Regions from separate parts of the Mus musculus genome. Here regions 1, 3 and 4 are each linked to region 2. A link is a contact called in public Hi-C data. All regions are on one chromosome and are shown on one strand. The core of a region is the stretch at or near the end of the contact, and the rest is flanking DNA. Distances in the headings are between cores, read along the strand shown. Region 1 overlaps Ppp3ca (protein phosphatase 3, catalytic subunit, alpha isoform). Region 2 has its middle 43 kb from the start of Gm26107. Region 3 overlaps Emcn (endomucin). Region 4 overlaps Ppp3ca (protein phosphatase 3, catalytic subunit, alpha isoform).

Region 1 (3,268 bases), core at 438-2,937, 280 kb after region 2:
AATACAATCGCTGGCTAACACTCATGGCCACATATTAAAAAAAAAAAAAAAAAAAAAGAAAAGAAAAGAAAAGAAAAGAAAAATAAACGTGTTACAACAAACTTGGTTTTAAAACTTATGACATGTATGTATGTTATTTCTATCATGAATGACGTGTGCCCGCCTCCCCATTTTAAAGGAAAGAGTCTCTCTTCTCTCCTTGGCAAATTATTTCTTAGCTTGACTATTTCATGAAATCTGAATGGTCCTATAAAAATATCAGTCTATAGAAAAAGCATCTGCTGGACTTCGGATGTGGTTCAGTAAGTAACGTGCTAACAGCCAGCACAGCGTCTCCAGCACCCACGGAAGTGCTGGGTAACATGGTACTTGTCTCTGTCCCAGAGCTGGGGAGACATAGGGAGGAGAATGCCTGCCAGCTAAGCAGAATCAATGTGGCCCAGACTCAGTGAGAGACCCTGAGTAGTGAAAACAGAGTAATGACAGTTAACAGCAATTGAGCTAGACACTCAGAGTTGACCTCTGGCCTGACACACAGATATACAGAACACAGGCACGTCCAAGTGTCACACACACACACACACACACACACACACACACACAGGTAAAGACACACAGAGACACACATACAGAGACATACATAGAAATGTATACAAATACACACATACAGATATATGCACAAATACACAGACACATATAGAGACACACATAGATAGACATACACACACACACACACACACACACACCATACACCCCCCCAAAAAAAGGAAATAAGTGTTTGTTTTTTCTGAACAGAGTCTCTCAGTGAGTAGCTGTCTTATTCTATGCACAACTTTCCTCACAGATCTACTCCTAGGTTTAATTAATTGTCTTTAGGTTTCCCAGCAAAGATAATGTTTAAAGCACATCTAAAAAGTATAGGACCTTCTAGTAGTGACACACATCCCATCATCTTCTATCCGAGACAACATGGAGCTCTGTAATTTAGAAGCCTACCTCGGAGTTGCCTGATTCCCAGGGCTCCTACCTTTACCCTTTCCTTGGCCCCCGTGGAAGAACGCCTGTGGACCCGAGTTCCTCCAGTTTGTGAATTTTGAACACACACTGGGTTTCATTTCTCCTACTCGGCATGGACTTTCACCAACGCAAGTCTGCTCAGCACCTACTCACTCCCTCAAGAAATAATGTAAGATCCAACCCGGCTTGCTATACTAAAACTGCGAAGGAAGGAAAGCACACCGCTCTTATCTTAGGAAGAGTAAACCTCCCTTTCTTTTCGGGGTACCTAGAATCGAGCCTGCTGTGTTTTACTAGGTGTATATACTCTAAAGAAATGCTTGATTAATAAAATAAAGCTGTTTTAAAAGGACACAGACACCAATTAAAGTCTGCTCATATACTGAAATTGCAGGACCGCCCCCCGCCCCCCCCCCCCCCCCCCGCCCTTACCCTGCCCCCAACTCCCCCTCTCCCCCACTAACTTCCGGAGACTTTTCTCTCTGCACTCCAGGCCACACACAGGAGCAGCAAATGGCCTTCCTGCTTTTACTGCCTGGTGCATCCCTCTCTCTCCTCAGAGGAGAAAGCAAGCCCTTTGGGGATGAGGGAGAAGCGATGTCTGGAGAGTGCTTAGCCTTTCTGCCTCAGTGTTTGTTCAGCCATGAGCTACAGCGCCTCTCTCCTGGGAGCTGGTCCATTTGGCCACAGGCTTCTGTGAGAAGGGACATTCGCATGAGTAACACAGGGAAATGCCAAGCACCAGTGACTCCGTTGTTGTTAAGTTCCCAGTCTGAGAAGCACAGAGAACTATCTCCTGCTCTAAATGCCTCCTCAGCACTTCAGGGCAGAAAGGAGATGGGGTTTTATTCTAACCTGAAATAGACATCATTTTCAAAGCAGGAAATGCCTTTTAAATGCAGAAAATCCTAAATATCTTCAAACTCATCGCAAAGCAGCTATAACATCCCCCGAGACAAGAATGGTGGATGCCAGTTCCGGGGAACACTTCCCCGGGATGACTACAGTTTTTGCTCTCATGACTGCACTATCACTGGGTCTTCAGCCCCCATCATTAAAGGCAATTAGATATGAAAACTCTTCTCAGGTCACCGAGCTCCGGGGGATGAGAATGAGAGCGCACAGCCAGCCAATGTGAATCAAGCATTGCTCTGATCCAATCGCAGCTCTCTTGGCACAACAGGAAACCTGCCCTAAAGCAAAAAGGTATCAACGATGGGCAGTCCTGGAATATGTGGAGAGCCTTTGAGCGTTCTCTGGGCCCTAATTCAATTACCTTTCGTGTCAATAAACACCAATAATGGGAGCAGTGTCACTCTCTTATGTAAGTGTCTGGCACACCCCTCAACTCACAGAACACCCCCATGTTTCCACAGGTCAAGCCTACAGAGGCCGAGTACAGACACCAGAGGTTCCCAACCAAAAGCTATTGGAGAGAAACTCAGCAAAAAGACATAAATAGAGGAAAATATATACTCCAGGGACACGGAACAAACCAATTTCCATATGCAAAATGTTCTTGAAGGAAAGAATAGGAGACTGGTGGGTATGGGCCAGTCTGTGGGAGGCCACAAGCTAGCTGCATTAAGTCCTTTAGCTGATGTCTAAAACTAAGGGTGAGTCACCGCAGATTTTTAAATAAGGGAGGAGACATGCAAAAAATGGCATTTTAGCAGAATTAATCTAGCAGATCTTTTAAAAATAGGAATTAGAAAAGAGACAAATGACACGCAAAGGAGGCAGGGAATGCCAGAGCCCCTCAGCAATCCCAGATTTAGTGAGCACAGTTTCAATTTTTCCCAAGCCATCTCCAAATGTTCTCCTTCTCAATTTTCTGGGGCACAGAGTTAAGAGGTCGGTCTGGGAAAGCAAGCTGTTAGGGCTCCATGCTTCTGTTTCCAGAAGTCGGCTATTTTCTTCTAGACAAAGGTCCTGGTCTCAGTCTTGGGCACATTTAATGATGAAAAAAGGTTTCTTTATGCAAAGTATCCCCAAGAAAATTGCAACCACAGGTGCACACACAAATGGGAAAGTATGGGACAGTGAGGAGCTGTCAGTCTGAACATTCAAGTTCCCCACATGAGTTCTGTGGGAGTGCCAGGGCTTTGGGTACCTTCTACACTTCAGGGATCTGTCAGGAAGAAGGAAACAGAAATAATAAGTAGAAAATAGATACCAACAGATGTCAGAAACAATGAAGGAAAGAATCAGGGGCCATCTAGAGATGTAGAATGAGAAAGAATGAAATACA
Region 2 (3,315 bases), core at 140-2,639:
CTTCTGCCTCCTTGCTACATGTGGTATGCCCCTCATCTGTTCACAATGGAGATGGTCATTTGTCCAGTCACACCTAGCCTAGGAAGGGCAACCTTATGGTCATCAGCATTAAGAAAACCAGAGCTCTGATCCACTTTCACTGAAGCCTGCAACAACCCTGCTGTTGGTTTTGACAGCCCCATCTTAGGCTTCTCCACTCGATGCATGGTAAACGTGCTCTGAACCAAGTGAAACCTTCTCATGTTTACTTAGAGGAGAAGAAGCATGAGATTTGGGTAAAATATTGGTTAAATATTTGGGGAAAAAATAGAGAAAGTAGAAAAAAGATGACATAGAAAATGTAGGAAGAAAGCAAGATAATGAAAGTAAGCATACCAAAGAAAATGTATTCTAGCATATTCAACACAGAGTCAAAAGATACAATGGACTATAGAATATTTAGAGGTCCTTTTAGAAATGTCCAGCCGGGCAGTGGTGGTGCACGCCTTTAATCCCAGCACTTGGGAGGCAAAGGCAGGCAGATTTCTGAGTTTGAGGCCAGCCTGGTCTACAGAGAGAGCTCCAGGACAGCCAGGGCTACACAGAGAAACCCTGTCTTGAAAAAACAAAAGAAAGAAAGAAAGAAAGAAAGAAAGAAAGAAAGAAAGAAAGAAAGAAAGAAAGAAAGAGAGAGAGAGAGGGAGGGAGGGAGGGAAGGAGGGAAGGAAGGAAGGAAGGAAGGAAGGAAGGAAGGAAGGAAGGAAGAAAGAAAGAAAGAAAGAAAGAAAGAAAGAAAGAAAGAAAGAAAGAAAGAAAGAAAGAAAGGTCCAACTTTCATAGACTCTCCAAAGTCCAGGATTCTTAGAAGAGCTTCCATACATGGTGTTTCCTGGACAACTAAGAACAGCAGAAATCCATAGTTTAGCATGTGGCTATTTTTAAAATATTGTTCCATACTAGGAGCATTGTCCACATGCAAACTCCAGATTAGTGGACATGAGAAGGTCAATGAACAGAGAAACCATTTCTCTGATGGGTCTCTCAGTAGGGCAACAGGCCTGGAGGGGAAGATGCTGCTGATAGAAACTGAATGGAATGAAAAGAAATTCAGAGATCAAGAAAAGGGTTCCAAGAAAAGGATCCACAAAAGGAGAAGTCCCTGATTCTGATGGGCGATAGAATTCCAGGAAACATTTTGGTTTATTGGTTGTTGGCCTTCGTTGGCTGTGACCTCTTGCACTTTGGATGACATTCCAAACATGTTAAAGTGTCAACGATAACCAGAACGAGTAGGCAGAGAGGAGGAGTTATGAATCAGTTTTCTCCCCCAGGACTAATCCAGAACACAACATACTGGAAAGCAAGCTGTGGCCAAGCCACCTGCTCCAGCACCCTGCCAGGCAAGTTCAGTGAGCCAAGATGTTGCAGAAAGACTTCAACCCACAGTTTCTGCCATTGCCAGGTGTAGCAGATGGCACCTACTGGACGTAGCTGCTTGTTAGCCTGGGGCATCTGCTCACAGGGAGCAGCCTGGCAGTGCTTGATGCTACTCTCCCCACACTCAGCTTCTGTGAGTAGATCAGAAAGCCACCAAAACAAGGACCAGCGTCAGAAGCTGCAGTATTTGACCAGTGGATAGAAGGTATGAAATTGGAGCCTACATTTCCTAAAAGGAAGGACAGTACACTCTTGTAGTATTCATATTTTTAAGAATTTTAAATAAACTTTTAAAGATTGTAGTACTCTCTGTGGATGAAGCAAAGTTTTCCTTCGAAGAAGTTAACTGCGGTTCACGTGATCAACATCCAGGAATCTAAGAATCTCCTGTTATTTTAAAAGTTGACAAACCCGTCCTGTTTAACAGGTCCATTGACCTCATAGTAGTGTGGATGTGTTCTCGTGGAACCCTGGGAGCGGGCAGAGAGGGGACAAAGAGTGTTACTGGGACTCTCCCACAGAGAACATCTCTGTGAACATTTCCTCTTGAACTGTTAATAATTCAGTGTGGGCAGAGCTCTGAAATTCTGGCAACGTACCTGGAAGGGGGCTACTGTTCATGAAGCTCCTGCTGAGGCCCGAGCTCAGGTTGGCGGAAACTGTGTGTGACTGTCAGAGAGCCCCACTTTCCCCACCCACGGGAGCATCTCCCACAGGGTGACCATATGCCGTGGAGTCCAGGAAACAGGCTCCGCTTACAAGGACACAATCCACGGAAGAGTTTATGTTCAAATGTCCATGGAGCATGTGAACGTGCGGGTGAGGCTTCTAAATTCTCTGCTCAATGTTCAAAAGAGTGTATCCAAAGGGAGCAGATAGATGGGAATCTAAAATGTGATGATTTGGTACTGAAGAGATGCCTCGATGGCTGATTGTGATTGCTTCTCTTTCAGAGGACTTGAGTTTGTTCTCAGCCTCCTATAACTCAGAATCCAGAAGATCAAATGTTGTCTTCTGTGGTACCCATCACAAACACGCACATCCAAATAAATACTTAAAACAAAGTACCTCAAATGCTATTGTTATATACTCTGGTTTCCTCAGAATATGAAACAGTCAAGGCAGAAGAGAATTCTCTCAGTGAAAATGCAGTATGATACATTTCATGTGTCTAGAGCCTGAAGTAAAGCATATTTTTTTACAATAGTGCTTTGCATACATGCATATATACTAGATGCATACATATGCACACTATTTTATGTGATAATAATCTCAGTACAATACTGCCACTGAAAGTGTAACTTGGAACCAGAACCCGAGAGCTTGCAGAAACAGAACATGAAGGCTAAGGGCAGGCTCACTAATCAGAAATCACATTTCAGCAATGTTCTCACAGAAGTTACATACACACAGTCAAGACATGAGAGAAACCACACCCATAGACATATTGATGCACATTCATTAATTAACCAATTAATACATATTAATCCAAGCAATTTAAAAGAGATAAGGAAAGGGAATATAAAAATGAAAAGTCCATTTTTTGTGTTTCAGTGATGAAGGGGACATTACCGTAAATGTCTAGACAAGCTCCCAGCAAGGAAAGAAAAATGCAAGAAGACTGGGTACTTCCTGGTCATCATTTGAGCCAGTTGTCTCCATGGTGACAAAAATGATATTTTCACAGTATTCTACAATAGCCTAATTGGACTATGTGATTTAATTGCCATTTTTTTTAAAAAATAGGATTTACTATAGGCAGAAGTATTCTCAGCACCTTGAAAACATTAAGGAGTACAGTTTGCATAACAAGCCTAGAAGGAAGTATACGAAGGCAGACCATTTCACAGAGCAGCAAACTGACAAATAAGACAGCTCAGTTGTGTGTTGATGGCTACA
Region 3 (2,970 bases), core at 462-2,961, 300 kb before region 2:
TTGGAGATTTTGCCTTAGCTGAATACACTTCCATTAAGCTATATTTTTGTCTTTTCTGGTAATTTCTTACTGTAGGACAAAAGTGGAAAAGAAAAACAAAAGAAAAAAGAGAAAGAAAATGGCCATGGTGTGGTAACTAAGATCAGGCTTATGAAGAATTCTTCAATCAGGCTGTAGTTTGGGTTATAATGGAGTTACATGCTGAGTAACATTGAAAACAGGTTATCCGCAGCTCCATCCCTCCACTGTTGTCATTTGCATACTCTGCACGTCTACTTCCATGAACGGAGATACACATGTTACTCACTGGAATAGGAGGGGGTGGTTGATGGAGTGGTTGCAATCTTCCTATCCTCAGTATCTGTTATTTTGAGAAAGAAAACAACTCAGTCACCTTTGATAGATACGTTAATCCACATAACTCTCCCTCTACTCCCATTTAAGGAAATATTCATGATTTATAGTTATGATGTTGCAAATGCAAATTTTTTCCTCACCCTGCAAGAGTATGTTTCACAAATGAAGATGGATTGTGCTTATTTCACAAAGAACAGTAATGTAGAAGAACTTTCCATTTAGATACACAGAAATCATACCTTGAAGCAGTGACATGGTGTGTGCAGTTGTTAGAGATGCAGAGGATGTTGCAGTGATTTTCGGCAAGGCATCCAGTAGTTGAGTAGTAACTATAGGAAAATCACAAAGCCAGGCTCAGTTTAGGTATTGAGTCTTCATATTGGATTTCTTCGTAGCTTTAGACAGTCTGCATTTTTAAAGATCTGGGAAAACACTTTATTTCTGTATAAGAGAATCATTTCTCCTGGAACCATGACAGACTTTGGCATCACATGAACTGGATATCAGTACTGCATTATCCAGATAACTGGCCAAGAAAATTTGAGCAAGTCTCGTACTCTAGTCCCCAGCTCTTAAAACCAAAAGCACGAGGTTCTTGTGAGATGTAAATCTCTGATAAGCACTAGCCACCTTTCAGGTATTTTTAATGTTGGGAAATGTTATTTAGCCCATCTCACACTATCACACATGCTTAAAATAGGTATAAATGCAGAAAGCTTCTGGTTTTATGACATTTGTCAATGGCTAAAGATAGAACATTACTATGTAGCCTTTGATAAGAAGTCCGGGAGAAATGATAGAGGCTCCTTGATTTTCTTCTATAAGACTCTACAGCTACATGAACATCTTCCATTGAACATGACTGCTAGATTGTATCCTTGACCACGATCTTTTTTCCTTTAAGGAATATATCCTTTCCATATTTAATCAGAGGACTAAATAGATTATTATTATTAAAAATTATTAAAAATTTAACTATAGGACAACATCGTTTAATATATGTAACATCATGTACTGCATCTCACTATCATACTCCTGTATCATAGCTGCTACTTCATCCTTCTACAAAGCTCCCAGAGTGCAAAGGGCCTAACTCTCTCCATCCCTCCCACCAGGTCCTGCCTCAGCCAGAGTGCACTAAACAAGGCTAACCGCTTTCTTGCACTGACACATCCACTTTGCTTAGAACCCCGTAGAGGTGTTGAGACCCTGCATAATGGCACCAGGGAGATTGATATTTCTAGGGCTGCCATGGCTCCTTTCTCCTCTGCCACCCACAGCATAGCACACGCTGCATGCTCTGTGGGGGCAGAATCATGTTGGGAGTCGACACTCTGCTTGCCAGGCAAGAGATCTGTGGGAGGGAGCTGGATACATGCCCATAGGAACAAAGAGAAATGTCAGGCTAGTGCACAAAGCAAGGGGTGGGGGGAGAGGAAAAAAAGGAAAAGAAAGAAAAAAATTAAGTAAAAGAGCAGGAGCCAGCAGAGAGCTCCATACTGTTAGTTGTGGTTGCCTGTGTCCAGGGCTGCCTGGAGGTGAATAGTCTTTTAGGTGTTTTGGTAGAGGACAAGAGGGCTTGCTGTGTAACCAATGGCTGTTGGATTTGGAACAGCTAGTTTTCAAGACTCCACAGCCTCCCTCATTCCATCCTCATTTTCAGGCCAAGGGCTGATTTAGGACAATTTCTGATTCAAAGGATACCACCCCAAGCTTTCCATATGAAAATGAATTTGATTGTCCAGGGTCTTAAGTGAATGGTAAACACAGATGAAGCAGAAACTTGCAAGTTTCTATTTTAGATTTTTTTCCTGTAACTGGAATTCTTAAGAAGTCTTTTCTGAATTGAACACACACACACACACACATTTCTGTGACTATAACAGGAGTCACAGTATGATCTGATGATCATCATTTATTGTGTTAAAAATGTGCTACTCCAAAATTCTACCAAAATTCCACTGTCAGAGAAGGACCAAGTGAAGAATAATGGAGTAGTTAGGAATATGGTTCTGAAAGCTGAGTGCCAGAGCTAAATTCTAGTTGCAAAACTCACTTCCTGTGGAGACTTGGCAAGTGATTTAACCTCTTTCTGTCTGATTTTCTTACATGTAAATGGGGTTATAATAGTTTTACATTATACTGTTGCTATAAAGATTAAGTTAGAGTAAATTTAAATAGACCAGGAGAATAAATGACCCTAGCATAGTTATTTTAAATTACATAACATTATTTAATATATGCTGTATGATATTGTTATAATGTCCTTTAGGAAGGTGAACTTTCCAACTAAAGAGAGTTTGTCTAATTTCCTAAAAAATTCAGAGTATAGCCATGTGAAACTGACATGTCAGACATTTCTATGTTTCAGGTGTATTTTTCTCAAGTCAGAAGTGGGAGAAGCTGGAACTCATGTTGCCCTTAGATCATACATGTTTGCACTGGGTCCTGATTTTTGTGATTGTGTTGGTTATTGATCTATAGAGGCATTGTGCCAAAATTTAAATGCAATTTATTAACTTCAGGTCAAAATTTACATCAAGCTATGTGAAGCAAGTGCTCTTAGAGCCAAACCTATTGCACTGAAATGTGTTCATGTTTTCCCTACATGTG
Region 4 (3,289 bases), core at 87-2,586, 330 kb after region 2:
CTGTGTGTATTGTGACCTCAAAGGAGTGCTCCAAGGCAGAATGCGTGTGCATGCGCACACACACACACACACACACACACACACACACACACACACACACCCTGGGTGGGAGAAGGAGCGCTAGAGAGGAGAGAGAACAAAATTGACTGATGAGTGTTGAACCTTCCAAAAAGGCCAGATTTTACATAAAGACACAAATTTCTCGACTACAGTGCTAATCCACTTTTAAAATATAAAAACATGATATGAATAAACAAAAAAATGTTCTAGAAGAATGCATTCAATAACATGTGTTAAACATGAGTAGCATGTTTATTAACTGTAGCATGTTTTTAAAGAAATTTGCAGAGATGAAGTGCATCTTAGGACTATGTTGGAAGGAGATAAATATGGTCAAATTTCCCAAATTTATTCTCATAAAAGTCAGTCTAAATTATACCCATTTACAGTGTGTTTTAAGAAATTCTATTACATACAAATTAACCAACTATATTGACAAAAATGCTAGTTCATGTTATCGTGAATATTTAGTACTAGGATCAGAAAAACTGATCTGAGAATTTTCACGAAATCACCAACATACTAGTTTGTTAAACTAATATGATGTATTTGTCTATCAATTTAAAGCAGTTTAAAAAGTCTGCTCATTTCCCATTTCTGCATATTCACCCACATACTACATTGTCATGCAGTAAATAGGGATTTGGCTTAATGATAGAACACTTGCTTGGCATATGTGAGATGCTGGGTTTGATTCCCTTAACACACACACACTAAAAAACCATAACATCACTTACTGTATACAATAAATGTTGCCTATTTAGCAGAAAATGATGGCAGCCATGCTATACTGATTTAAGTTAATATGGTCTGAAGGTATAGAGTAGTATGTGGAATCTTTAAAACCGTAACAACTTAATATCACATAATATAAATACTTAATCTTTGATTTTTCTTCACACTAATTTGCTGTCCTAACTTAGTGCTGCTGCAGATGGGCAGGAGGATCAAAGCCCACTTTACGATGACAAGATTTCCAACTTCAGTACCATTCGCCATTAGGAAAATGTTCATGCATGCTTTATATTTGTGCAATGTTTTCACATGAAAAGTAGCAATGTTCAATATTTCATAGCTTAAGAAAATGAATTTATATTACATGTAAGGTCACTCAACTCCTGTTGATCCAGGACATAACCTCCAGGCATGAGTTGAAAAACCCACACGCTGCCAGTAAACAGAAGGCAGTCAGAGGTAGTTGCATGAATCTCTCCAAGGTTAACTCAAAACGAAGAAAATCCAAAAGCAATGGAAAGAATACCTTTGGATTTTGACCTTGATAATGAGCCACAAGCCCCATCCTGTCTTTCCTGCATTCTCCATCTGTGCTCAGGGGACCAGGCCAACATCTACATCCAAACTAGAGAAAGCAAAGATCATCAGTCAGTCGCCTTAGAGTTCCATTAATTACAGGGGCCTTCTCACCAGTAAAAGATTTCCTCTAAATTTTAGGGTCTTGTATTAAGAAGACTGGGCTACATAAGAATGTTTCTCTTATGGTTCCAAGACACCCAGAACTGGAGTTCTAATCTCCTTGTAGATATATAATTCATCTGAATTGCAAAACTTTCCTTATCTGCAAAATAGGGAGTATGATAGCATAAAGATCTTGTGACAACTGAACAAGAATGCATATCATGTATCATCTTAAAACACCTGGCATACATTAAGTGCTCATGAAAATGGTTGCTACTAGCTATCAATTATGATTGCTGATAAAATGAGACCAAATGGAGACCAAAAAGAAAAAAAAAAAGAAAAAAAGAAAAAAAAAAGTGGTGTTAACCTGTGCTGTAATTCGAAAGTAACCCTATCAAGAATCATCACAGGTCAATATCCAGAGGTGTCCTGCACTCAGGCAGAGACTTGGACCCTGAGGGTTGAGGGGGAGATCTTGTCCCTGTCCTAACTGTTTAGGTAAACAGAACTTGAAGTCAAACTGAAGAATCCTACACCGCCATAGCAAGGTGATACAAGGTTATGAGTGCTGCCTCTTGTTCTTGGACTGCTGCATTCTGGGATGTCACTTTCCAAAGGTTCACTGGCAGGACTCACTACTAAAATCACCTGTAAGATCCCTTTGTAAAAGCAAAACGAAACAAAAGTAGAGAACAAGTCTAAAGCTACAAAAGTTTCATCTGATAAGCTCTAATAACACAGAAACCCAAAGATTGACACTGGCGACACCCTGAGTGGACACATGCCCATCTTCAACCATACTGTTTTTCCTGGTGTTGATTTGAGTGAGGTGAGGCTGACAGATAGGAAGTCATTTAACCAAATGTGATATAGAAATAATAATGTCTTCAGCTAACAGTATAAACAGCCTCAAAGAACTGTGCGGTTACATTTATCAGTTCTCAAGCCAGAAAGAGAATTTGTGTCTGAACAGTTTCCAAAAACAAAAACAAAAAACAAAACAAAACAAAAATATTTAAGTAAATGAGAAAAACATAATCAAACTCTAAAAGAATATTGACTTGAGAAATGTGAATATGCAGAAATAATGGCTGAGGAGGTACCGTAAGTAGCTTAAGGGTTTGTAGTGTTATCATGAGTAACTGAAATGAATTCCCCAAAACCCATATAAAAGTTGACTACAGTAACATGTGTCTCTAATCTCAGTAGCCCTGGGAGAAGACAGGAGAAGACAGAAGAACACAAGGTCACTAGCCAGCTAGTGTAGCATACACAGGAAGTAGCAACCAGGAGACTCAGCCTCAGTCATTTTGGCAGGAAAGACTGACACCTGAGGTGTCTTCTGACTATATGATCACAGCTTGATTCATGTGCTCCTGCACTCAGAAATGCAATGCACATGAGTTTGAGGACATGTGTGTGAGCGTGTGCATACACACATACACACCCACAAACACACGCATGTGTGCTCGCAGAGAAAGACAGAGAGAGGGAAGAAATACATACATATATACACACATATATGCATATATATGTATATACATGCATATATGTGTGTATATATATACATATATGTATACACACACATATATATATACACACTTCACACCCTGTTAATAACAGACTGATTTTTATTCATTATATTTCTTTCTCAAAAATCCTTCATTGTTAATTCTTGAAAAGGAATCAAAAATGTTTTCCCATATTTTCTTCTCCACCCTTTACCTCCCAGCCATCTATTAAGCAAAATAATGTTTTCTTAATTAGCTATGGTTTAAGCAATTTTTCTTTTCCCTGGCAGAGAATGGCA

What was found. Hi-C and Micro-C count contacts between places; a contact is called where the count stands out from the background.
Region 1: a contact with region 2 is called in a Hi-C map of cerebral cortex, with 2.1 times the contacts expected there. The contact joins two enhancer-like sites. A contact is called at or near these places in 1 of 15 datasets of contacts at CTCF or cohesin (the NIH/3T3 cell line) and 2 of 484 Hi-C or Micro-C datasets (cerebellar granule neurons and cerebral cortex).
Region 3: a contact with region 2 is called in a Hi-C map of cerebellum, with 6 times the contacts expected there. The contact joins two enhancer-like sites. A contact is called at or near these places in 6 of 484 Hi-C or Micro-C datasets (brain, cerebellar granule neurons, cerebellum and 1 more).
Region 4: a Hi-C map of cerebellar granule neurons shows a contact between it and region 2, with 3 times the contacts expected there. The contact joins two enhancer-like sites. A contact is called at or near these places in 4 of 484 Hi-C or Micro-C datasets (cerebellar granule neurons and cerebellum).

Annotation. Positions count from the first base shown.
Region 1 is chr3:136,832,505-136,835,772 of GRCm38.p6, reverse strand. The region is part of intron 2 of Ppp3ca (protein phosphatase 3, catalytic subunit, alpha isoform); the gene reads right to left. Among named protein-coding and RNA genes, the nearest start is that of 1700006H20Rik, 120 kb to the left of the region's middle. Within about 2 kb of position 1,687, at least 104 of the 459 cell types and tissues checked have an H3K27ac peak or open chromatin away from gene starts, as enhancers often do. A contact at or near this core is called in cerebellar granule neurons and cerebral cortex, where this site is marked.
Region 2 is chr3:137,108,770-137,112,084 of GRCm38.p6, reverse strand. No RefSeq gene overlaps it. Among named protein-coding and RNA genes, the nearest start is that of Gm26107, 43 kb to the right of the region's middle. Within about 2 kb of position 1,389, at least 10 of the 459 cell types and tissues checked have an H3K27ac peak or open chromatin away from gene starts, as enhancers often do. A contact at or near this core is called in cerebellar granule neurons, cerebellum and cerebral cortex, where this site is marked.
Region 3 is chr3:137,414,437-137,417,406 of GRCm38.p6, reverse strand. Emcn (endomucin) reads right to left here. Exons shown (of 12, transcript NM_001163522.1): 6 at 597-686; 7 at 308-361. Among named protein-coding and RNA genes, the nearest start is that of Gm38650, 46 kb to the right of the region's middle. Within about 2 kb of position 1,711, at least 35 of the 459 cell types and tissues checked have an H3K27ac peak or open chromatin away from gene starts, as enhancers often do. A contact at or near this core is called in cerebellar granule neurons and cerebellum, where this site is marked.
Region 4 is chr3:136,778,593-136,781,881 of GRCm38.p6, reverse strand. All of the region lies in intron 1 of Ppp3ca (protein phosphatase 3, catalytic subunit, alpha isoform), which reads right to left. Among named protein-coding and RNA genes, the nearest start is that of Ppp3ca, 110 kb to the right of the region's middle. Within about 2 kb of position 1,336, at least 4 of the 459 cell types and tissues checked have an H3K27ac peak or open chromatin away from gene starts, as enhancers often do. A contact at or near this core is called in cerebellar granule neurons, where this site is marked.